Regions from separate parts of the Mus musculus genome. Here all the other regions are linked to region 4. A link is a contact called in public ChIA-PET, Hi-C, HiChIP or PLAC-seq and Micro-C data. All regions are on one chromosome and are shown on one strand. Each heading gives the region's core, a stretch centred on a gene start, on an enhancer-like site or on the middle of the called end of the contact. The rest is flanking DNA. Distances are from core to core; before and after follow the strand shown. Region 1 overlaps Gm31286 (a long non-coding RNA gene). Region 2 has its middle 29 kb from the start of Gm46514. Region 3 holds the start of Ccn4 (cellular communication network factor 4). Region 4 holds the start of Phf20l1 (PHD finger protein 20-like 1). Region 5 overlaps Kcnq3 (potassium voltage-gated channel, subfamily Q, member 3).

The links. A called contact is a pair of places that touch in the nucleus more often than the background predicts. ChIA-PET counts read pairs in DNA pulled down with a chosen protein or histone mark. HiChIP or PLAC-seq counts read pairs in DNA pulled down with a chosen protein or histone mark.
Region 1: an H3K27ac HiChIP or PLAC-seq map of trophoblast stem cells shows a contact between it and region 4, with 9 read pairs. The contact joins the enhancer-like site here to the promoter of Phf20l1 in region 4. A contact is called at or near these places in 1 of 39 promoter capture datasets (neutrophils), 2 of 484 Hi-C or Micro-C datasets (CD4 T cells and centroblasts), 3 of 115 datasets of contacts at active chromatin or transcription factors (memory CD8 T cells, pancreatic cancer cells and trophoblast stem cells) and 1 of 9 other capture datasets (liver).
Region 2: an RNA polymerase II ChIA-PET map of memory CD8 T cells shows a contact between it and region 4, with 18 read pairs. The contact joins the enhancer-like site here to the promoter of Phf20l1 in region 4. A contact is called at or near these places in 2 of 39 promoter capture datasets (neutrophils and pre-B cells), 1 of 484 Hi-C or Micro-C datasets (CD4 T cells), 3 of 115 datasets of contacts at active chromatin or transcription factors (double positive thymocytes, epiblast stem cells and memory CD8 T cells) and 1 of 9 other capture datasets (liver).
Region 3: a contact with region 4 is called in a Micro-C map of the HL-1 cell line, with 3 times the contacts expected there. The contact joins the promoter of Ccn4 here to the promoter of Phf20l1 in region 4. A contact is called at or near these places in 2 of 484 Hi-C or Micro-C datasets (the HL-1 cell line and muscle stem cells), 4 of 115 datasets of contacts at active chromatin or transcription factors (double positive thymocytes, effector CD8 T cells, large pre-B cells and 1 more) and 2 of 9 other capture datasets (adipose tissue and liver).
Region 5: a Hi-C map of cortical neurons shows a contact between it and region 4, with 2.6 times the contacts expected there. The contact joins the enhancer-like site here to the promoter of Phf20l1 in region 4. A contact is called at or near these places in 2 of 39 promoter capture datasets (frontonasal cranial neural crest and hippocampal neurons), 6 of 484 Hi-C or Micro-C datasets (cerebral cortex, cortical neurons, forebrain and 2 more), 3 of 115 datasets of contacts at active chromatin or transcription factors (embryonic stem cells, forebrain and microglia) and 2 of 9 other capture datasets (adipose tissue and macrophages).

Annotation. Positions count from the first base shown.
Region 1 is chr15:67,032,293-67,036,839 of GRCm38.p6, forward strand. Gm31286 (a long non-coding RNA gene) reads left to right here. Exons shown (of 4, transcript XR_384159.2): 4 at 1-965. Among named protein-coding and RNA genes, the nearest start is that of Gm31342, 5.0 kb to the right of the region's middle. Within about 2 kb of position 1,714, at least 15 of the 459 cell types and tissues checked have an H3K27ac peak or open chromatin away from gene starts, as enhancers often do. A contact at or near this core is called in trophoblast stem cells, where this site is marked.
Region 2 is chr15:66,860,170-66,864,224 of GRCm38.p6, forward strand. No RefSeq gene overlaps it. Among named protein-coding and RNA genes, the nearest start is that of Gm46514, 29 kb to the right of the region's middle. Within about 2 kb of position 1,867, at least 100 of the 459 cell types and tissues checked have an H3K27ac peak or open chromatin away from gene starts, as enhancers often do. A contact at or near this core is called in memory CD8 T cells, where this site is marked.
Region 3 is chr15:66,888,341-66,892,753 of GRCm38.p6, forward strand. It overlaps Ccn4 (cellular communication network factor 4), which reads left to right and starts at 3,029. Exons shown (of 5, transcript NM_018865.3): 1 at 3,029-3,294. The coding sequence starts at 3,226. Gm46514 (a long non-coding RNA gene) reads right to left here and starts at 2,991. Exons shown (of 3, transcript XR_001781648.2): 1 at 2,920-2,991.
Region 4 is chr15:66,575,168-66,579,750 of GRCm38.p6, forward strand. It overlaps Phf20l1 (PHD finger protein 20-like 1), which reads left to right and starts at 2,405. Exons shown (of 21, transcript NM_001081409.1): 1 at 2,405-2,680.
Region 5 is chr15:66,099,239-66,103,501 of GRCm38.p6, forward strand. All of the region lies in intron 1 of Kcnq3 (potassium voltage-gated channel, subfamily Q, member 3), which reads right to left. Among named protein-coding and RNA genes, the nearest start is that of Hhla1, 120 kb to the left of the region's middle. Within about 2 kb of position 2,478, at least 32 of the 459 cell types and tissues checked have an H3K27ac peak or open chromatin away from gene starts, as enhancers often do. A contact at or near this core is called in cerebral cortex, cortical neurons, granulocyte-monocyte progenitors and 1 more, where this site is marked.

The DNA.
Region 1 (4,547 bases), core at 464-2,963, 460 kb after region 4:
TCACTGGACACCAGCATGACGGAGAACGAAGAGAGCAAGGGAGGAGACTGTGTGCGTCACATTAAAGGGATGCTTCGGGTACTTCCCACCACCCCCAGTGCAACTGTTCAGAGCAGCATTGGTTTGTTACGTTACAACCTCATAGGCCCAGGGTGAGCTCGGCTGGGTGGGCGTTCCTGCTCTCTGTGAACTTGCTGGGGTTGGACTGTACCAGACTTTTCATAGGGTGGTTGCCACAGATGGGAAGGAAGCTCCCAAAGGCAGGTATGGACCCTGCTCAGTCTTATTATGCATCCTTCTTTCCTGGTAAAAGGAGTCTGGAGGCAGCTCTGATGTGAGGGGCAATGGATTCGTTCCATTTTCTGTTGCTGTCATAAGACGTTATGAGCAAAAGCAATGTAAAAAGAGAGCTTATTTTGGCTTCCAGTTCTAGAGGGAGATGTGTTCATGAGGGTGGAGAGGACTCCGAGCAACAAGAGGCAGAGGTGGCAGCAGCAACTCTAGGCTGAGAGTTCACATCTTCAGTTCCAAATAGGAAACTGAGAGAATAAACTGGGAATGATATAAGGCTTTTCATCTCAAAGCCCACTTCCAGGTGCATGCTATCTCCAGACTGTACCACCTAAACACCCCCCCAAAGAGCACCCCTAACTGGGGACTAAGTGTTCAAATGTCTGAAGCTATATTGGCTGCATTTCTCATTTAAACAGCCATAAAGAGGAAAAGGCACTTTCTTCCAGCTGTGAGAATCACATGGGTGCAACATCCTAAAGCATCCTTGGAGGTTTTAGACCACAAGAGCAGTGGGATTTAACTGGCAAACTCCCAGAAAGAAGTGCTGAAGGGGTCTGGGTGTGGGGTAGAAGCACATCAGATAAACAAGGTGTGAATGGTTTGTAATATTCTTGGACCAGGGAGTGGCACCTTCTGGAGGTGTGGCCTTGATGGAATAGGTGTGACCTGGTTGGAATAGGTGTGTCACTGTGGGTGTGGGCTTAAGACTCTCACCCCAGTTGCCTGGAAGTCAGTCTTCCACTAGCAGCCTTTGTATGAAGACATAGAACTCTCAGCGCTGCCTGCACCATGCCTGCCTGGATACTGCCATGCTTCCACCTTGATGATAATGGACTGAACCTCTGGACTTGTAAGCCAGCCCCAATTAAATGTTGTTTTTTATAAGACTTGCCTTGGTCATGGTGTCTGTTCACCACAGTAAAACCCTAACTAAGACACAAGGAAAGGGAACAGCAGGCACAAAGGTTGTGAATTAGAAAGTACTCAGCCTGTTGGAGGAATGCAAGAAGACATCGTGGCTAGAGTAAAGTTCATGAGTTCAGGTTTGAGGAGATGAGGTTACAAATGATGTGTGTGTTGATAATAGCATCTGTGAGTTCATGGCACGGGTACACACAGGCCTCTGGGGACCACTAAAAGGACTAGCATTTAGCCCCAAGAAGATGCAATGGCTATCAGTTGCCTGGATCTGTCAAGGGGATTGGATCCCTGGCACGTGGGCTTCTCCACACTAAAGCCAGGAAATATGCTAGGTGAGAATGGAGCAAAGTGGGTACTGTGGCAGGCTCCCAGTGTGGAGTGAGTGATGCATTTTAGCCCTGTGAGATAGCCAGAGCTAGCAGGACATAGCCCTGTAGAGCCTGTGTGGTGTTTGTCTCAATGCTGAGCAGCTCAGAAGCCTCCCAAGGTTAATTATCACAGGAGAGGGCATAAATGCGGTAGAAGCATATTTTGAATTCTAGAAGGTAAGCCTCCCCTGCTGTCACATGCTCTATTATGTCCCTAAGGTGTCATTCTGTCCCCAGGGTTTGAAACAGAAACAAAGGGTTGAGAGCAAGGGGCTGAGTCACTGAACTAGAATTCAATCTTGAATTCCCTTGGCCAGAATTCTGGTTTTATTTCTGCTCAGCTGCAGCTGGGACTTTAAGTTCAGGACCTGGAATGGCTGCACAGGAACAGTCGGGACATCCAGACCCTACCAGGCTCTTAGCACTATTGATTTCCTTATCTTCCCAAGTGATGATGGCTGTTTGAGAAGGTCTCACCAGCCTAGAAAAAGATGCTGCCATTCCAGGGTATTGGTACAGCATAGATCTGTTTTCTGTGCCTGCAATCTAGCTGGTCAGTCATTTCCAAAATGTCTATCTGAAGGCTGGACCTTAGGAGAGATCAGGGCCTAGCCCTGAAGTAGGGAAGGAGATGCACATCACAGACATTACATGGCACTCGCATCTAATCTCCCACAGAACAGGGTGAATGGTGATGAATGTAGGCTCAAAGCAGGCCCTGTCCTTGCCTGAGGGAGGAGGACAATGATGAGGAAGACCTTCCTGGGGACAGGAAAAGACAGCTGGATGAGGATATAAAACACATTCTGGTAGGCAGAAAGAGCTAGGAGAGAGAAAAGAGGTGGAGGTGGAGGAGGCAACACAGGGAAACTAGTGTCCTTCCAATTGCAGGAAGCTTCTGGAAATTTCTTTGAGTGACACACCCAACCTGGAGGTCTCAGGAAGGGCCTGTCCTTTGCTCCATTCCTCCATGTTTAGCACTCACTGCACCTGGCCCATCCCACACAGACTCAACCCCAAACACAGCAAGGGTGCTTCCTCTTCAGCTCTTAAGCTCTTTTGCACACTCAAGTTGGCTCCTGACTTTCTCACCTTGACCCAGGAAGCTCAGCTGCAGTGGTTCTCAGCTGCATGCTAGGACCCTTTAACCCGATTCCAGCAGGGCAGTTGCTGATGCTGGGTGACCTGCACGATATTCCTCAAATAGGAACTGGAACCCTGAGAAGGACACATACACAAGCCCAAAGTCAGGGTTCCTAGTAGTGTCCCTCGTCTCTTGAAGTGTCAAAGAGGCCATCAGCCCTTAGATGCTTTCTCAACACCCCGCATCAACGAAGGCCAAGGCTGACTTTTCAACAGATCGCCTCCTTCTGTCTCTTTAGCCAGGGGTCCTGAGTTCATTTCTGTGCTCTCCTTTCCCCATCTCTGATGAGGTGCACAGATAAAGCATGTGGTATGCTCTGGATGGTTTTGAGTGGTTCTTGCCATTATTCTTTAGGACACGTAGAAATGCAAAGTCTCTGGGCAGTTCTGAGTTCCCTCTGGTGTCTTGTCTCATGGCCCTGAAGCCTTGGAGATTAGGAGCTACTTCACCTGCAAGGAGACAGTGGAGCCCATTAGAAAGCTGACATCTCTACATCAGAGGGCTCACAGCACAATAACTTTTCGTACGCAAGTGACACAGAGCACCTTGCTAACTTGTTCTGGCCTCAGCTAGACCTCTTTGCCAGTGGCTCTCAACCTACCTAATGTTTGCTACCCTTTAGTACAATGCCTCATGCTGTGGTGATCCCCAACCATAAAATTATTTCCATTGATACTTCATAATTGTAATTTCGATAGTGTTGTGAATCGTAATGTAAATATCTAATATGCAAGTATCTGATATGCAACCCCTGTGAAAGGGTCATCCAAACCCCCAAGAGGTTGTGACCCACAGGTTGAAAACCACTGTTGTATGGTGTCTGACAGAGATAGCAGCACATCAGGGCCAAGAAAAGAACAGACCAGCAGGGAGGTCACACTCCCTAATCTCTGGTCATTCCTAGACCATCTCATGCTCTGCACCCCTGACCTCTCCTGAATGTTCTTCTCTGTAACTCAGATTCAAATCCTTCAGGGACTTCCTGGAAGCTTCCCCAAGCTACAGTGACTTCTGGATGTTCCTAAGCTCCACTGACCTTCCACATTGAAGACTTACGTTCTTATTACCTAGCACCATCATTACCGATGGAGAAGGAGCCACCCAAGAGCCAGCCTTATCACAGGCTGGACACCAGAATTATAGTCATTTAGGGTCCTGCTGCTTGCTTCACCTGGAGTCTTCGCTCTGTTTTTAAAACCATTACACTCTGCCAGGCAATACTTTCCCCAGAGCCAGCTAAGTGGAGACCTTAAGATGGTTTTAAATCACAGGTTGGAAACACACAGCAAAGCTGCCGAGGAGAGGGGTAAGGAATTGAAAACGGAAGATGGGGGGAAGGGGCAGAAAACAGAGGAGGAGGGAGATCAAGAGGGAGAGGGAAGAAAGGAGGGGTGGAGAGAGGGATTGAAGGAGGGGTAGAGGAATAGGAGGAAGAAAGGACTGGGGGTAGAAGAAAAGAGGAAGCTTAAAATGTATAGCATCAACAGGGCCTACTGTGGCTGAATATGGACTACAGCCAGCCTGCCAATCAAGTTTTAGAGGGTACATTCTAGGCTGTAACAAGTAGTCCCATTGGGAGATCATCCTATGGAGGGTGTGGGGAACATTTAGAAGCTGTTCACAGGAGGCCAGTGCCCCTGCACAGCAGAGCCAGTCACCCTGGGAGCAGCCCCAGATCAGGACCAGATCTAACTCTAGGAATGGCGTTGACAGGAACTTGGGAGGTGACAGTGGGCAGGCAACAGAGCCTCTGGCTTCTGTTCTGTGAAACAGGACTGGTTATCTTCAGAGACAAGACAGGGATGTCTTGTGTGAAAGTC
Region 2 (4,055 bases), core at 617-3,116, 280 kb after region 4:
GGCACTTTGTGAGGCATGCAAGACATCTTTGTTACTTCCCATGGCTCTGGGAGTCTATAGAATTAGTCCCCTGCCTGCCACTTTCTCATTCTTTCCTCTGGTGACATTGTCCTCTACTAGCATTTCACAGCTCCAGTTTCTGTCCTTCAAGACTTGAGAAGCTCATCTCCCTTCCCAAGAACTCTGGAGAAAGTAATGAGACAGGATGTCTGGCATCCTGGAAGCTCAGAGATCCCTTCCTAGCCAGAGGCCTGCCTCTGAGTAGTGTTCTCATTGGGCTAGACCCTCCAAGCAACCATCAGAAACTTCATCTTCTAGCAGGACAACCAGATTCCGCCACGGCAGCTGTCCACAATTCACACCGTGTATGCAGTCCTATCATGCCATTCCACTTTCACCATGATTCCGTAGGAGAATAGACTGGGTTACCCCCTTGGGGAGGACCCTGATGCCTATGTGACAGGAAGATGACCTCTATTCTTGTCAACACAGCTTTGGCAAGAAAACCAGCTCCCTGCCTGTAGCATTGCAATTCACCCCAAGACCTCACCGTGAAGGCCAAGCAATGGGCCTGGGGTGCCCTGCAGTAGTCCTAAGGTGTCCCATGAAGCTCCCCAAGTAAGTGTTCCTCATGTTCTCTCTCCCCCAGCATTTGCTGTTTTGAACTGAGCCTGCTCAGTCAACATCAGCCCCTGCATCTGCTGCCTTCTTCCTGGAAGGCCTTGCACTCACTGGTTTCTTCCCTCACCATCTGCTCAGACTTGCAGCTTAGGTAGAATTACTAAAGGCCGAGGTCATGAACACAGACCACAGAACATCAGGAAACCGCTGAATGTATACTAACTAGATCATTCTGATTTCTTGGCCATCCTCTCCTGTTCCGGCCTCAGGGTCCCATTGGCTTGTGAAATCTCGAGAGAACTAATCTGTACTCTCTCTCCGTCCAAGTCCTGAATCTGGCCTTTCTTTTGTTTTCAGCCCATTAGGAAAAAGAAAATATGAAATTCTTCTAACTCATCAGATAACCCAGCTAGTGTATTCTCGTGACCTGAGTAGGGCAAGCCAGAGATGTTTGGAAGTTTGCTTTTCCAACCTCAAAGGCCCATTAAGATGTTTTTCTCAAGAAACAACTATATAATTTCCACCTAGTTCCACCAGGAAGTTTCAGAGGGTTTGAGATGATAGCAATTCCTCAGTGTGCTTCGGTAAATTCCTATGCTAGTTTCCTGGTCCTCTTCCACTGTGATGTTGATAATGTGGGAGGCCCACGTACATGGGGAGTTTCCATAGCATGTAACTACACACTGATAGAACAGTACAGAGGAGAGTGTGAGGGAGCCAATACACTGCTTTAAAAGAAATCAAGTATGGCTCTCTCTCTCTCTCTCTCTCTTTCTCTCTCTCTGTCTCTCTCTCTCTCTTTCTCTGTATGTGTGTGTTTGTGTGTGTGCATATGTGTGTGTGTTGATGTGAATGTGTGTCCATGAGTGCATGTGTGTGTTGTGATGTGTTTATGCATGTGTATGTGCATGTGATGGGTGTATGTGTTGGGGTGTTTGTGTGTATGCATGCTTGTATGTGTGTATGCATGTGCGTATGTGTGTGTGCACGTGTTTGTGGATGTAGTCCTTGTGCTGGTGGGGATATGTGTGCATGTGGGCGCTTACATGTGCTGGGGTTGAGGTGGTATGTGGAGTGTTTATGCAGGCCAGAGCTAGAGGTCCTGTGGAGTGTGGGAGAGAGAGAAATTTGTGTATGATTTAAGATTTCTCAGCCTGTCTCTTGCCAAGTGGTTTCCTCTGAAGCTCAGACTCAGCCCATATGGCCTGGGGTGGAAAATACCACTGCAGGCAGCCAGTCCCTGACTCATTCCGAAAGCCTGCAGGCTGCTGCTTACTACTGTGTGTCCCACACTCAAATGTGATCGGCCCTGCCTCCAGACTGTTCCTTTGAGGATCCATATTCCTCTTGGAAAGCTTGGAAAGGAATGTGGAGACCCCGGAGTACACGTCTCACCTTGACTCCCTCTCTCCTGCCTGGTCTCTTCTATGGACCTACTCTGTAGTCAAAAATCTTACAACTACAAACTCCTTAACTAGTCCTAGGGGCCTATAGAATGTATCTTCAACGTCCCACAAGTCCTTTGGATCTCTCTGCTCTCTTTCTTCTATATCTCCCCTGCTTCCCATTCTACTTGCATAGCCTTGGGTGACACATCACTTTAAAGCCCTATAGAAATGACAGTATCACCTCTGGAGGCAAACGAAAATGAATGAATGAATGAATGAATGAATGAATCTTTGTGGAAGTGGGTATTGGTACTAGAAATGAACCCGTGGCCTGATGCCCAAGATTCTATCAATGAAACTGAAAGGATGTTCAATTCCCGGTAAAATTTGGAGATGCAGTGTACACTTTCACGAGGAGAGTTGTTCCTTCGTGGGCCTCAGCATGTAAGCTGTTCATTCCCTTCCTCAACTGATAGCAGTGCGGGAGAGCCCCCTCCAGGGGAGTTTCCCCACTGTTTCCATGCTGTGGGAGTATTTCCTGTGACACGGCACAGTGTGAATGAGTGGGGAAAGGAGCGGGCACACTTTCTCTGCTTCCAGGCTAAGGGTCTACATGAGTTGTTAACCCATGTGAGTACTTCAGGGTTGTAAAATATTTTTATTTTATAAAGGAACCATTCAATGCCTATACCTGAAGCGCTTCTACATCTGATCTTCCACCCATGGGGGAGGGTGGGCATGGAAGCAGATTCCCAAGGCTTGGACGCATTCATCCAATGTGATTCTCCATTTGCAGGTGGGTAGGTTGACTGTCTCACTGATAATCAACCTGTCTGTCTCCTTGTCTTCCATCTCACTGCATCTTATGGAGACTATAAAATGACTCCCTACACATAGGTTTGGCCTAGTGTTGGTGACCCTTGACATGCTGAGTATGTATCTTATCTTCAAGATTGTGTCCAGGGATCTGGGGCTTGCATTCACAGGGCACAGGTTCTGTGAGAGTTAGAATTATGGGCACTGATATCCTACTGAAATGGGGGCCAGCCACTGCCACATTTATAGCTGGCAGGAAAAGTGATGGGCTAGCACCTCCCGACTGGATGCTGCTTCTCCTTGTAGTTGCTGCTCTCCATGAGGGGAATCCTCCCACCTCCTCCCGCACACCCACATAGACACTATACACACTCACCATTGAATTCCCAATCCACTGCCCTGAGAAGCCCACAGCAAGAGGTTTCCTCCCTTTATGACAGTTTCTTCTAAGCAGAGTAAATGGCCATTTCTACCTATCACCCCCTCTTCTAGAATTTACCAGACTGTGAGCATATGCAAAGATAAACCTACTGCTGTTTTCTGTCACTGTGAGTGTCCCCTCTCATCTATCTGTTCTTCCTAGACCCTGGTCTCCCACCCACATTTGTCCCTGCGACAGCAAGAAACAAGTTTCCTGCTGGTTCTAGCAGTGCGTTGTGGAAGACTTAGGACAATTGATGATGCTCACCTCCCACACAGCCCTGCAAAACACCACTGCAGGATAAAGTTGGGCCCTGTGTGACAGGGGTGACCTCCTTTTCAGCTGCTGCTCATAAGTCCCAGAAGAAATTTCAGATGCATCATTAACACACTGGATCATGAATTATGCAGTCAGCCAATGAGCAGAGATTGAATGTGAAGTCTGTCTTACACTCCCTTTCCATCTTACCAGGTAATGGCTTGCATACATTTGGTGACAGCTGGAGTCACCACAGGTACATATCGAGCCTCTGAAGCAGAATCTCCCCGTCTTGTGTTCTAAGGTCACAGGATACAAATAGGACCTTAGTTTCTTTTCCTCTTGCTGGAGTAAAATATGCAAAGGAATGTGTTCAAAGCGGAGCTAGTTTATTCTGGCTCACAGATCAAGGTCCACAAGGTTAGGGAAGTCGAGGCACCAGAAGCTTGAAGCATCATGTCACGTTGTCAAATGCGGGGTGAACACACACTGCTCCTCACCATTTACACTGTCCAAAATCCCAAGCAGGGAATGGCCCCACCCACCATTAA
Region 3 (4,413 bases), core at 1,779-4,278, 310 kb after region 4:
CCTTGGAGCCTCAGGGTACTTGGTCCTGAGACTGAGTCTGGAATCTAATGTGCATCTGGCCCTGGTCAGCCCAGCCTTGCTGCCTGGTGGAGGAATGCTCTTCTCTGACCCTAGTCTGTGAGCCCTTCCCCCATCTCCTCTTTGGAATTTATTTATTATTTACAGCTGCTCCGGGAGATCTGCCAGGACACCTCCTGCCTGCCCGACTGCCGTGGCAGCCAGTACAGATACCTTTTCTGAGATAAAGTAGAAAGCAGAGCTTTGAAAGAAACAAGGGGACAGGCAAACACAGTCCTTCTGGGACCTGTATATGTGTGGAGGGCTGAGGGAATGGGGCACAGAAATGCCCTAGGTCAGCTTCCCACCATGGGAGTATTACCAGGACAGGGGCCAAAAAGATGGAGAACATTCTGAAGCAGGGGTTAGAGAAGGGGCCTACTGAGCATGTGCTCTGCGTTACTCTCGCCTACAAGTGTAACACACACACACACACACACACACACACACACACACTCACTCCACTTTCTCAGGGCCAGGAGCCACAAGAAGGAAGCCAGAGCACAGAGAACTCATGTGAGTTCTCCAAGGCCACCCAGCTGAAAGTGTCAGGAAGCAGGAATTCAACCCAGTTCTCTTCAGAAAGCCCTGGTCCATGGGAATAGTCACGTGGGAATGATGTCAGGTACGGAGATAGCCAGAGAATGAGTCCTCAGTCCCACATCCTGAGTGACTCCTAAAAGCTAAGAGTCTATCTGGGTCTGCTTTGGGGAATTGAAGGTATTCCCGCGCCTCTCACTAAAGGAGCCAGATGGAGTTAAGACTTGAAAGTCACACATGACAGATATGAGGCAGCTGTCAGGAGCCATATTTTAGGAAGAAGTGGCTGAAGTAGAGATCAAAGAAGGCTATGGCACCTGCCCTCAACATGGGTCAAAGCCCCACTTATACCATGAGAATTTATACTCAGAATTTATGCTGTTTACTCTAAGATGCTTGTTAGACTTCTGTTCTCTGAGCCTCAATTTCCCCAAAGATAGATCGTTTAAGTGTTTGTTTGTTTTTAAAGAACAACTGTTGAGAAGTTGCCAGAGACATGTGCCTGCCAGTCACCCCAGCTGAAGGGTACGTGTCTATGCCTGCTTTCTGCCAAGTGGCCGTAAATGATTCACTGGTCCCAGTATTTGGGGAAACTTCTTTAATGTTACCTGCTAGCATGCTGGCTTTGCCATGTTCCAGCTACAGAACCAATTGAAGAGTTAATGAGCAGAAAAAAACGACAAGCTGTTGAGGTGGTTAGTCTCCTGGTTCCACATCCCTGCCTGGTTTTGCATTTTGCATATATAATTCCCTTAGGTACTCAAACATCAGTTAATATGGATTGGCTCCAAAGAACAAAATATCCAAATAGCTATGACTAAGGCCATGAGTTGCTGATTCATTTCATATTTGGTTCAATAAGAAGATAAACTCCCAGGAACCCAGATCTTTTCATCAGTCTCAGGGGCTTGTTCTTATACCAAAATGGCTGCTTCAGTTCCAGCCATCACATGAATCTCTCTCTCTCTCTCTCTCTCTCTCTCTCTCTCTCTCTCTCTCTACCTCTCTCTCTCTCTCTCTCCCTCCCTCCCCCTCCCCCTCTCCCTCTCCCTCTTCCTCTCCCCCTCGCCCCTCTCTCTCTCAAGAAATGAGGTCCCCAAACAGCCTCAATTCATGTGGATCCCCTAGATCTCTCAGTTACTGGACCACCAACCAGGCAGCATGCACCAGCTGATATGAAGCCCCCAACAAATATAAAGCAGAGGACTGCTGGGTCTGGATTTAATCAGAGAAGATGCAACTAACCCCTCAAGAGACTGGAGGCCCCAGGGAATTTAGAGGTCTGGTGGAGTGGGGGTAGGGGGTGGAGACATCCTCATGGAGATGGGGGGGGGCAGGAAGGAGGTATGGGATGTGTGGTAGTCAGAGGGTGGACCGAGAGGGGAATAAAATGATTTCAGTGGGTACAGCCACTGCAGCTCCAAACAGACAGCATCCCCCAAACAAGCAGCAACACTGAGCTACCAGGAAACACGAGAGGGGAGTGGTTTGTGCACAGAAGGAAAACTTCATACTTGGTAGGGGACAGGCAGCAGTGAGCAGGTGCCATGGAGTCTGGACGAAGAGAAGAACATAGGACAGGCACTGGCTGGCAGTACCTAGGAGATGACCTTCATTGTCCATAATGCCAGGCTGAGAACCACTCTGGTTTTTCTGAGATGCAGGAACAGGAGAGCAAGGGAACAGGGGAATCTGAGACAGGAGACTGAACAGCACCCTTGAGAAGATGCAGAGGCTATAGATCTGGGTCCTCAAAAGATTCCTCCCCATCCCCCAAACCCCCCAACTCCCACCCCCACACACCCCCACCCTGCCATCTCTTTGTTATGCAAACTTGAGATTTCTTTGACTAGGGTCTGGAAAGAACCAAGGCCAGGAGTTCTGTCCTTCCAAGAATAAAAAATATTCAAAGACACTGAAGACAGGCTAATGGACTGAGGATCCCTGGCAGAGCAGCCTGGCTGGGAGAGGAACTGAACCAGTGGGTATGGCCTTGAGGAGCAGGGCAGACCCTGCTGACAGATCGCACCTCCAGGCGTGTCAGTGATAAATTCTTGTCATTTCTGGCTGGAATAAGAACCTTTTTTGCTTGCCTCTGACTCAGAGGTGGGGAGACAGTGAAGAAAGGCTAGCACAGGGAAGAGCTAAGTGAGATGCAAGTCCTCCCACCCCACCCCCATCCCCAGAGCCCTCTCAAAGTCCTCACAATGCCTCTACCTTCCCTACCTCCAGCCCGCACCCTTCTGTTTCCTCCCTCCTGTCCGGAGAGCCTGAGCCCTCCTAGAGCGTGGAGGATGCTGGGTGAGAATTCATTCACCTTACCCTGTGGAGTCTGGGACTTTCCCTTTAAGAGCTGTCAGAGCGGGGAGGCTGGCCAAGCTGGGCTGGAGGTGGGGACAGAGGAAAGAAAAAGAGAGAGGGGGAGAGTAGCAGAAAAAGTTTTTTTAGAGGAAAATGCAGGGCTAGTCTGTTGGCCTGACGTCAGATGTCGCTTTGACAAACGCCCCCGGGGGCTGAGGAAGGCTCTCCGCTGCTCTGATGGGCCAGCCCAGTCCTGGCCCAGCTCCCTGGAGAGGCATCCGCATCCTCTGGGCTGAGCCGTAGCTCCTGTGACGCTGACTTCCAGGCATGAGGTGGCTCCTGCCCTGGACGCTGGCAGCCGTGGCAGTCCTGAGGGTGGGCAACATCCTGGCCACGGTGAGTCCTGCTTAGAAGGGATCAGTGAGGGGACCTGATCCCTTCCTGCCTGGTTCTGAGGCCCGAGGGACTGGGGGGTCAAGACAAGGTGGGTTGGAATAATGAACAGCGGGAGGAGAGAGATTCTTGAGTCTGAAGAAGGTGGTGGAGTGGGGCAGAAGGCGCATCCCTTGAGAGAGACACCCTGTTTCCTATATTCACAGACAATATACAACAAAATAAGGGCCTGGGGATCTGCACCCTGGACTGGCCCTGTGATCTTGGGTGGGTCACTCACGAATTCAAAGCAGCATAAAATGAGGGGTTGCTAAGAACATCCAGAGCCTACCAGTTTAAAAACTCCAGGACTCGGAGCATCTGAGGTCCCCCAAAGAGAGGTGCTAAGAAACCCCAGGACAAGATGTGAAGGAGCACGCCAGCTTTTAGCAAATCTCCACCAAGCAAGCAAGGTTTGGGTTTACCACCATGAGCACCTTGTGACCCTCCATGGTCTGTTCCTGTCCTGCCATTTCCAGAAGGCATCTGGGTCCTGGAGAGAGGGACATCAGTTTGCACCTTCCAGAGACAGGGAAGGAGACACGTGGCAAAGCAGGGAAGCCTGCTGGAGCAAAGCCGGGGGTGGCTGGGCAAGAGGGCAAGCTGCTAGGGGCAGTGAGTGATGTGGGCAGCTGAACAGAAGGGAGGCAGCTTCCAGCAGCAGGGTGAGCTGCTGGGCAGCTGCTGAGTCTGAGGTTGCCACATGAGGGCCAAAGACAAAGGCTGACACTGACACTGAGTTATACCAAGAACTTCTTTGGGGTGCTAACATGCGTATTCCAGGAGACTTGGAGTTACGGTACAGCAATCTGCCTGTGAGCACAGGAACTCAGTCCATTTCCACTGAAGCTCAGAACTAGACATGTCTGGGACTGGGTAACAGGCACCTTGAGGTGTTACGTGGAGACAATGAACATGTGCAATTTGTACCCAAGTCCTCTAGCCTGTGCACGATGCTTGTTCATGATAGCATCTAACCCTACGACAAGAAAGATTACCAGCTCTATTCACAAAGGATGACCAGAAGCAAATGAATGGCCCAGGGTCGGAATGAGCAAGTGGCCTGGGTCACACTGGCATCTC
Region 4 (4,583 bases), core at 1,155-3,654:
GTAAACACTGTCAATTTTTGCTTCTCCAGCGGGTCCTCTGCACCCCAGCAGCAGGGTGGAATGCAGGCCCTCAGAGACTCAGTTTTCATCACAAACAATTTTAAACTTTTTCATTCTTATGAGTATCTAGATGGACATTCAAAGTTCATACATGGGTTGGTGTAATTCTACAAGATAAAGAGCTGCTTATGTACTCCAAGCTGTTTAGCAGACCCGGTAACTCCTCATTAAATAGAAATTTCCCATTGCAATTTAGTGACAACCAAATGTGGCACTCCCATTTTTAACATGTGTTCCAAGGGAGGGTATTAACTCCACAGGACCACAAGTCACTCAAGCCACTCAAGCCACTAATGCACCTAAGACCTCATTCCCATTTATAAAACATTCATTTTTGATTTGACTATTTTACACACTTGTAACATAAATTTTAGTCATTTTCACACCTGCTTCCCCTTCTCACCCCCTCCTTCACTGGAACTCCTCTTCTAAACAAGTCTCAGCTTTACTTTCATGTCTCCATTTTGAGTGTTGCTCAATGAGTTTGCTAAGGGTTGCTTGCCTGAGTGTACATGGTGGTCCCTCTCACTTTTATTCTATGGTGTGCCTTTGAGGGACTCTGTTTATTTCTACTTGAAACAGAGAATGATCATGCTGGTTGACACTCAACATAGTAAAGAGTATATACATACATTCAGAAAAAGTATATATGTATATATACATATATATATTCAAGCACACATTTTTAAATGAATGCACACATATATATGTAATACACACACACATCTCTTTCTTTATCTATCTATCTATCTATCTATCTATCTTTCGTCAGAAACCTGACTTAGTGGTACTGTCACTGATGTGATTTGTAAACTTTGTTCCATATTCTGCACATTGCTAGCATCTTTAAATACAAATTTTAAAACAATATAGTTTAAATAGCATTTAAAGTGAGACCTATAGCCTCAAGGGGGACTAAATTCATTAGATTCTAATATTTTCATCCCATCTAATGAAGGGTTGACACTTCTTCATTAAATTTAGATTAGACTCTGAAACAAATGATCCTGATTTATAAATATATGTTTTTTATTTGACAACATTATACATTTTATTGTTTAAATCAAGTGTTGTTTTAAATTGCATGTTTGTTTTAGGTGATCCATAATTCCTACAGTCATCCTAGTGTATCAAGGACTTCTACTGCTAAAACAGTAATTATTGCAAACATTGTAAATCACAGTACTGGGGGACAAAAATATTTTAGAACTGTCTTCTTGCATTGGCATTTTCTTGTGTGTGTGATCTTACTTGTATTCTAATTTTACAGCAAATTAAATAACCGTACATAATATTTTAAAAGTGGAAAGTATAATTCTGCCTGTGACAGAAAAAAGATTCTAGAAATAATAGAAATATTAATTGTATTGGACCAATGAGAACCACAGAGGATTAAAAAGAAGAACATAAAGACAAATATCATCTCAGAACTGTCTTATTCGCATTGTTTGTAGCATCACTAAGCTCAGTATAACTCTGCAACTATTAGATATATATTTCTTGAATGAATGTCTTTTGAATAAAAGGATGATTATGAAGATTTTCTCAATTTACCAAATCTCTTGAAAGTCAGAGAAAACATTTCTATTTTCACTGTACACGATGAAGCAAGATAAATATAAGTGTCATTTGTATGCAGTGATGCACTTTTAAAACGTGGGAGGCAGAGTGATGGAGTGGGGAAAAAAATAGATGTTTTCTCTCAGTAGCACTTTGAATGATAACTTGTAGATCTTCTCAAAGTTGGGATAGGGATTCTCCTGCTTAATATAGACTTTGGTACATGGTAGGTGTTCAACAGAGGTAGTCCTATACTATTAATTGTGAAGACTTGTTCTATTAGTACCCTAAACTTCTTAGGAATTTTTAAAGATTCTTAAGAATCTTTTATTTGTTTTATAAAGATTTCTGAATTTGGAAAGTAGTATAAGTGTGCAGTTTTGATTGTCATGTGATATATTTATAGCAGAGTGTCGTGACAAAGTATCCATTCAAAAGAGACAATTCTGATTTTGTAATACAGATCATTGTGTCTGTCCTTAACGTGGGATAGAACAGACACGGTGAAAAGTGTGTGGTGCATTGACAAGTTTGCCCAATGTGTCAAGTAGTGGGATTTGTTAGAAACCAGCAACAATCACAAAAGGCCACCATCCTCTTGACCCCACCAAGGGGAATCTAGAGCCCAGGTCTTTTCTATGTGTAAGTAGCCCAGCCTGGCCGAAGCCCCACCCCCAGAATAGTCCTCCAATCGGCTGCGCCGCGCCAGCCCGGCCCTCGCGTACCACGTGACTCAACCCAGCCCGCTTCCGGCGCGTCGCGGGCGGCTGACGTCCCCGGCCGGCGTCGCGTCAGGGCTGGCCGGCGGCGGTGGTGGCTGCGGAGGCGGCAGCGGCGGCAGCGACGGCGGCTGCGATGGTAGCGGAGCCGGAGTGGGCTTGAGGGCTTCCTCCCGCGTTTCCTCGGGCCGACGCGGCGCCGCGGGCCCGGCTCACTCGGCTCCCGCTCCCTCCCTTGCTGCTGCCCGGGCAGACTCGAACGAGGCCCGCGCTGGCCTCCCTGACGCGCCCCGGCTCGGCCCCGGACGGCCCGGCTGCTGTGCGGAGACGAGGCCGAGTCGGTAAGAGGCGGCGGAGGGGCCTGGAAGCTGCCGGGTCCCCGGGCTGCGCTCGCGCCCGCGTTGCTCTCGGCCGGCGTCCCGCTCCCTGCCATCCGCTGACCCTATTGTCTGCGCGCCGCCGCGCTACCCCCGCCTTCCTTCCCTTGCCGGGCCGGCGGCTGTCAACCTGCAGCTCCCGGGCTCCGGGCCAGCCGCGCCGCGGCCTTTCCTGGCTCCCCTTGACACCCCTGCGAGCCCGCCTCGTCCCCTCTGCTTAGCTTCGCGGTCTTTCCCTCACCGCTCTCTAGCTCTGTGTGTCTGTCTCTTTCCTCTCACTGTCATCTCTGCAAACTTCCACCATCCTTACAACGAACTCTTTTTTACCGCTTTCTGGTCTTTTTTCATTTCTCTTTTTGTTTCCTTCTCCCCTTTCTCGCTCCCTGTTCCACAGTTTCACTTTAAGGGTCTGTCCAATAGATTGTCTTTCGTAAAAGTTCCTAATTCTGCCGCCTCCCTCATTCTCCTGTCTCCTCACAAGAGAATGGAAATCGTCCCTGCCTTTTGAGGTCCTCATTCCTGAGAGTCACGGGGGATTAGATTTACAGGCTGGAAGTTTGATCTTAGGAAATGTTAGCATAACTGGCAAACTGCCTCTTCGGATTCTATTTCTGTACATTGAAGTAACAGCCTTGTATGTTGCACACTTACAAGATTTCTATTTAAAATATTTATGTTTGTTCCCATTACACCTAGTGTGTCCTGGCTATGAATCTTAACCTCACTGATGCCATGTCAGGATATTCTATATCCCCTTAGGCACGACCTTGTAAACTTGATCCCCCATATTTTTGTAACAAGCGTTGATGCTATTTCTTTTCTTCCCTTTTCAGATTAAAAAAAAAAAAAAAAAACAGGAAGGGACATTTGGAATTCTGTTTGCTCTTAAGTTTTACCTGTTTTAAACAGTGGCTAAAACATTATAAGATTTTTCGTTTGTGTGGGGATTTTTCATTTGTGTGGTGTTTATTTTTTTTTTTTTTAAGCTAGAAAGATCCTAGTGAGTAGTAATGTAAGAACATGTTCTAAGCATCTCCCTCCAACAAGAGCAGCGTTAGATTCCTGGTCCCCAACCCGTTGTATTTTGATAAGACCGTGCTTGCCAGTTATTATTTTCATTCCACTATTGATACCTTGAGAATATATGCATTCTCTTCAAATACTCGGTAGTCAAAAAGGCTGCACGTGTGCTAGGCAAGCCAGTGTGGCCAAAAGATCATTAAATACTTAATGTAAATGGGCTATAGTGAAGTATAGTGAAGTAACGACTCCTGCAGGTTTTTTTTTTTTTTTTTTTTTTAATTGTCATTATGGGCACAATGTTGAGTTAATAATAGAAACCTTACCCAGAGTCTGGCATAATTTGATTATGAAATGTGAAATTTAAGAAAAATCACTTGAAGCCGGGCGTGGTGGGGCATGCCTTTAATCCTAGCACTCGGAATCTCAGCACTCGGAATCCCAGCACTCAGGAGGCAGAGGCAGGCGGATTTCTGAGTTTGAGGCCAGCCTGGTCTACAAAGTGAGTTCCAGGACAGCCAGGGCTACACAGAGAAACCCTGCCTCGAAAAAAAAAAGAAAGAAAGAAATAAAGAAAGAAAAAGAAAACTCATTTGCAAGTCTTTATGTTAAAATGATGCTATGGTGTGCTGTTGAGATAGTATGCACTAACTACCCTGATTTTCCAGAAAGGTTGGTGAGACTCCTCCCTGACACAGTGCTTGTCTGCTGCTTTCTCCACGGGTTGTATGTTCTGACATACTAAATGATTTCTGGAAATTAAGTGGAAGACAATTAAGCTGCTCCCTTCAACAGTTTCAGTAAACACAAGTGTCTTCATTTTAAAACTCACAGTGTTTTCAGCCTT
Region 5 (4,263 bases), core at 1,228-3,727, 480 kb before region 4:
CATATGAATCAGAAGAAGGCCTAGTCGGCCATCAGTGGAAAGAGAGGCCCAATGGTTGTGCAAACTTTATATGCCTCAGTACAGGGGAACGCCAGGGCCAAGAAGTGGGAGTGGGAGGGTGGGGGAGCATGTGGGAGACTTTTGGGATAGCATTGGAAATGTAAATGAAATAAATACCCCCCCAAAAAAAGTAATTCAAGAGGGGCTGAAGGGAAGGCTCAGCAGTTAAGAACACTGGCTTTTCCCCCCAAACAACTTCAGTTCAGTTCCCAGCACCAGGTGACTGCTGACAACCATCTGTAGCTCCAGTCCTAGGGCATCTACCCCTTTTCTGGCCTCTCTAGGCACCAGGCATGCACACAGTGCATAGACACACACGCAGACATAATGCCTATACACTATATGTTTTAAAAATTAAAAGGGTAATAGAAGAATAGAGTAATGAAAAAGATATTATGTATGTAAATAGTAGCAATATGTAAATATGTAGCAACACAGTAGATGCAAATCCTACAGTATCTGTTACTACATTAACTAGAAGTGGCTTGTATATACCAACCTAAGAGCAGGGATAGACCAAATTGGAAAAAAAATGCATGTTTGAACTATAGACTCTTTACTAGAAGTACATTTTAGACCTAAATAAAAGACCACATAGAGAATATGACAGTCACTTCATCAGAATAGCAGGACAGTGATAAGCATAGATGCAAGCCACATCAAAGCTCCTCAAGGCACAGAGCAAATGTGCTATCCATGAGAACCACACAATTTCACGCGAAATATTGGTACTTTGAATATTCTCTATGAAATAATGGATGGACTAAGTGGCTGGGAAGACTTATGTAACAGTACCAACCAGCTAGACCTGACAGACATTCCCAGAACACTGCACACAGCAACAGCAGAAGACATGTTCTCTCAAGTATACATGGATTGTTTCCCAGGATGCCCATATGCTGGGCTAGAAGATGAGTTTCAGAAAATTGAAAAGGCTGCAATCATACACAATATGTTCTTCAGTAACAACATTATAAAATTAATAATCAATAATAGGCAGAAGTTAGGGAAACCCATAAATATATATAGGATCTGAACAATAAAATCCTAAATAATCAAGGGGTCAAAGGTGAAATAAAATTAGGGATGTGTTTAATAAAAAATATACAAAGTTCACTATTCAAAACTACAAAATGGTATTAAAATTATTTTAAATTAAATAAATGTCATAACATTTTATGCTTATAGACTAAAAGCCATAATATTTCAAGATGACAACACTTGAAATTACCTACAGATTTTAATACCATCTTTTTCAAACTCTAAGTTGCAAAAATTGATAACTAAGTTTCAGCCTGACTGGTATATTTCCTAAATACAAATCAGTGTCAAATATAATGAGAAGGTTACATAAATTTCATGATAATGTATTCCATATATTGTCTTTTTTGAACTGGGGTCTAGAAAGGATTTTTCATCTTTTCCCATAAGGAATGAGACTATTCATATACATAACCACTATTTGTTGAACATAACCTTTGTGACAAACATTATTCTATGATCTAGAAATTCAGATTTGAACTAAATAGAAAATGCCTCTTATTGGTAGGAATGTTACTGAGGGGATATTCACTTTTAAAAATAATACTTACATGGTAAGTGCAATAAGTATTAGGAGGTAAATGAAACAAATATTAAATGGGATGTGGGGGCATGCCATGCTTTGAAATAAGTTGCTGAGATAAACATCTGGGAATTGTTTCTAATAATGGGGGGAGAATCTTAAGCCATGGTATTTTCTTGATTCTTATGTGGACAGTTTCCCATGCAGACCACTCCCACCATTTATAGAACAGCTAAAAGGAAATATATTTGGAACCTCTGTAAGTTGTACATTCCTTTGTTCTTTGATCCATCTAACTTTCTATCTGCAACCAACCCGTCAGCCAGTCTGACACTCAGGTCCATCCAACCTTCCATCCACGCTTTGAAGTGTGAAATACATTGGGTTTTGGTACACTTACACAGGTGGATCACCATGATCAGCAAGCCCCATATCCAGTTATAATTCCCTGCATCTCTAACATACAAAAGATTCTATTAAGGAGGCATGCAAGCAACTCTGGATCTGAGTTGAATTGAAAACAAAAACAAATACAAAACCAAACCAAACCAAACCAAAACCACAAAACCAAACCACTGGTCAGTTCAGAAGACTTGCTTTTTCTCTATCTCCTCTGAAAATGAAATTCCCACGTCCTTGTTGCTATGCTTCCCAGCACGGCCACCTCCACAGATACTTGTTTCTTTGCCCCAACCAAAACTATCTGCTGTGCCAAGCAGGCCTCTCCTCTGCTAAACGAACCACCTATAAGAGAGACTCAGCCGTGGTTTCTCACTTTGCATGCACAGCCTAGGCCCTGCTGGGGTGTTTAAGTTCCCTGATGGGCTCACTTCCTCATCCCTGGTCTGCCGAAGGCTTCCTAAATGCCAGGAGATGTTTTGATGCTTGGGAGAGACAATGTGCAGTCTCCCCTCTGCTGCAGGAGATGGGTGGGCGTATGCGTGGGTGACAAGCACACTGGGGACCAAGCTAGTAGGAGCAGATGCAAGTTAGAGAGCAGGAAAGAACAGAAACAGAGCTACTTGAGAGCGGCTCTGACCTTGCTGCCCTATTGGTCAATCCTTTGCTTCCAGCCCACAGACACCAGATGCCCTCATCAACGCCTCACTTAGAAATTAGACAAATGCCATACTGCAACTATGACATAAAATAGAACGCTTTATGTCTTAAGAGGAATGAAGCAAAGCAAGATGCACACATTTAGACATGGACAGATTAGCATCATTAGCCACCAGCGGCCCTGCAGTGGTTCCAAGTTAACCTGCAAACAACTGATGAATAGACAAATGTGTTATTAAAAAGGGGATGGAATTTTATTTGGTGATGAAAATAAAATTCGGATAAACCCTGAAACCCAATAAGCGGAAGAAAGAAGCCAGACAAAGAAGAACAAATAGTACTGCTAGAACATAAAGGCTAGAGTTCTGATTCCCATCAATCAAACAAATGCTGAGCCTAAGGGCCGGCTCTCATAATCCCAGAACTCTGTAGGTGGAGACATGGGATCACCAGGCAAAGCTGGTTGGTTACACTAAGCTAAGTCTGTAAACTCTGGGTTCAGCAGGGATACTGTCTGAGCTTATCAAGAAGAAAGTGATAGAGGAAGACACTCCAAATGAACCTCTGGTCTCCATGTCCATAGGTACAGGCACATTCCTCACATATGCATGTATGCACACATCACACACACACACACACACACACACACACACACACACACACACAAAATATATACAAAATATATACAAATGTCCACAACAGGGAACAGTTAAGCCAGTTTGAGTTGGGGGACTCTACCATGACAGCTATGATTGTGAAATCTGAAAAGCATTGCATTATGCATGATATTGTATACACTTAAAAAAAAACATTCTTTGTGTGTGTGAGAAGAGGTGGGGGCCACATGCATCATAACATGTGTCCGCAGATCTGAAGACAACTTGCCTCACTTGGTTCTTTACTCCCACCACGTAGATTCGAAGAGTTGAATTCAGGAATTCCGGCCTGGCAACAGGCACCTCTGCCCACTGAGCATCCCTGAATCACACATTTCAAATGGGTCAATGGGATGAAATATGAATTATATGTCAATAAAGCTGTTATGGAAACAAATTTAAGAGGAGTGCCAACATCTCAAAAAATTCAAATTAATAAGATTTAATGTGATTATTTATTTGATAACTATCTAAGTGAGGGTTGCATTGCTGTGAAGAGACACCATGAGCAAGGCAACTTCTTATAAAGGCCAACATTTAATTGGGGCTGGCTTACAGGTTCAGAGGTTCAGTCCATTGTCATCATGGTGGGAAGCATGGCAGCCTGTAGACAGATATTGGGTTGGAAGAGCCCGGAGTTCTACGTCTTGATCCAAAGGTAGCCAGGAGGAGACTCTGATCCCATTAGCCAGACTGACCTCAAAAACCCACTCCACAGTGACACACTTCCTCTAATAAGGCCACACCTTCTCCAATAAGGCCACACCTTCTAATCGTACCACTTTCCATAAGCCAAACATACTGAAACCACTGCAATATTTAATGTATAATACTTCAACAGTTATAATGCAAACAATTTGCAACGAATAAAATATCAAAATGTTGTAAAAACAATAGGCTCTAACCATAAAGCCACACATTGTT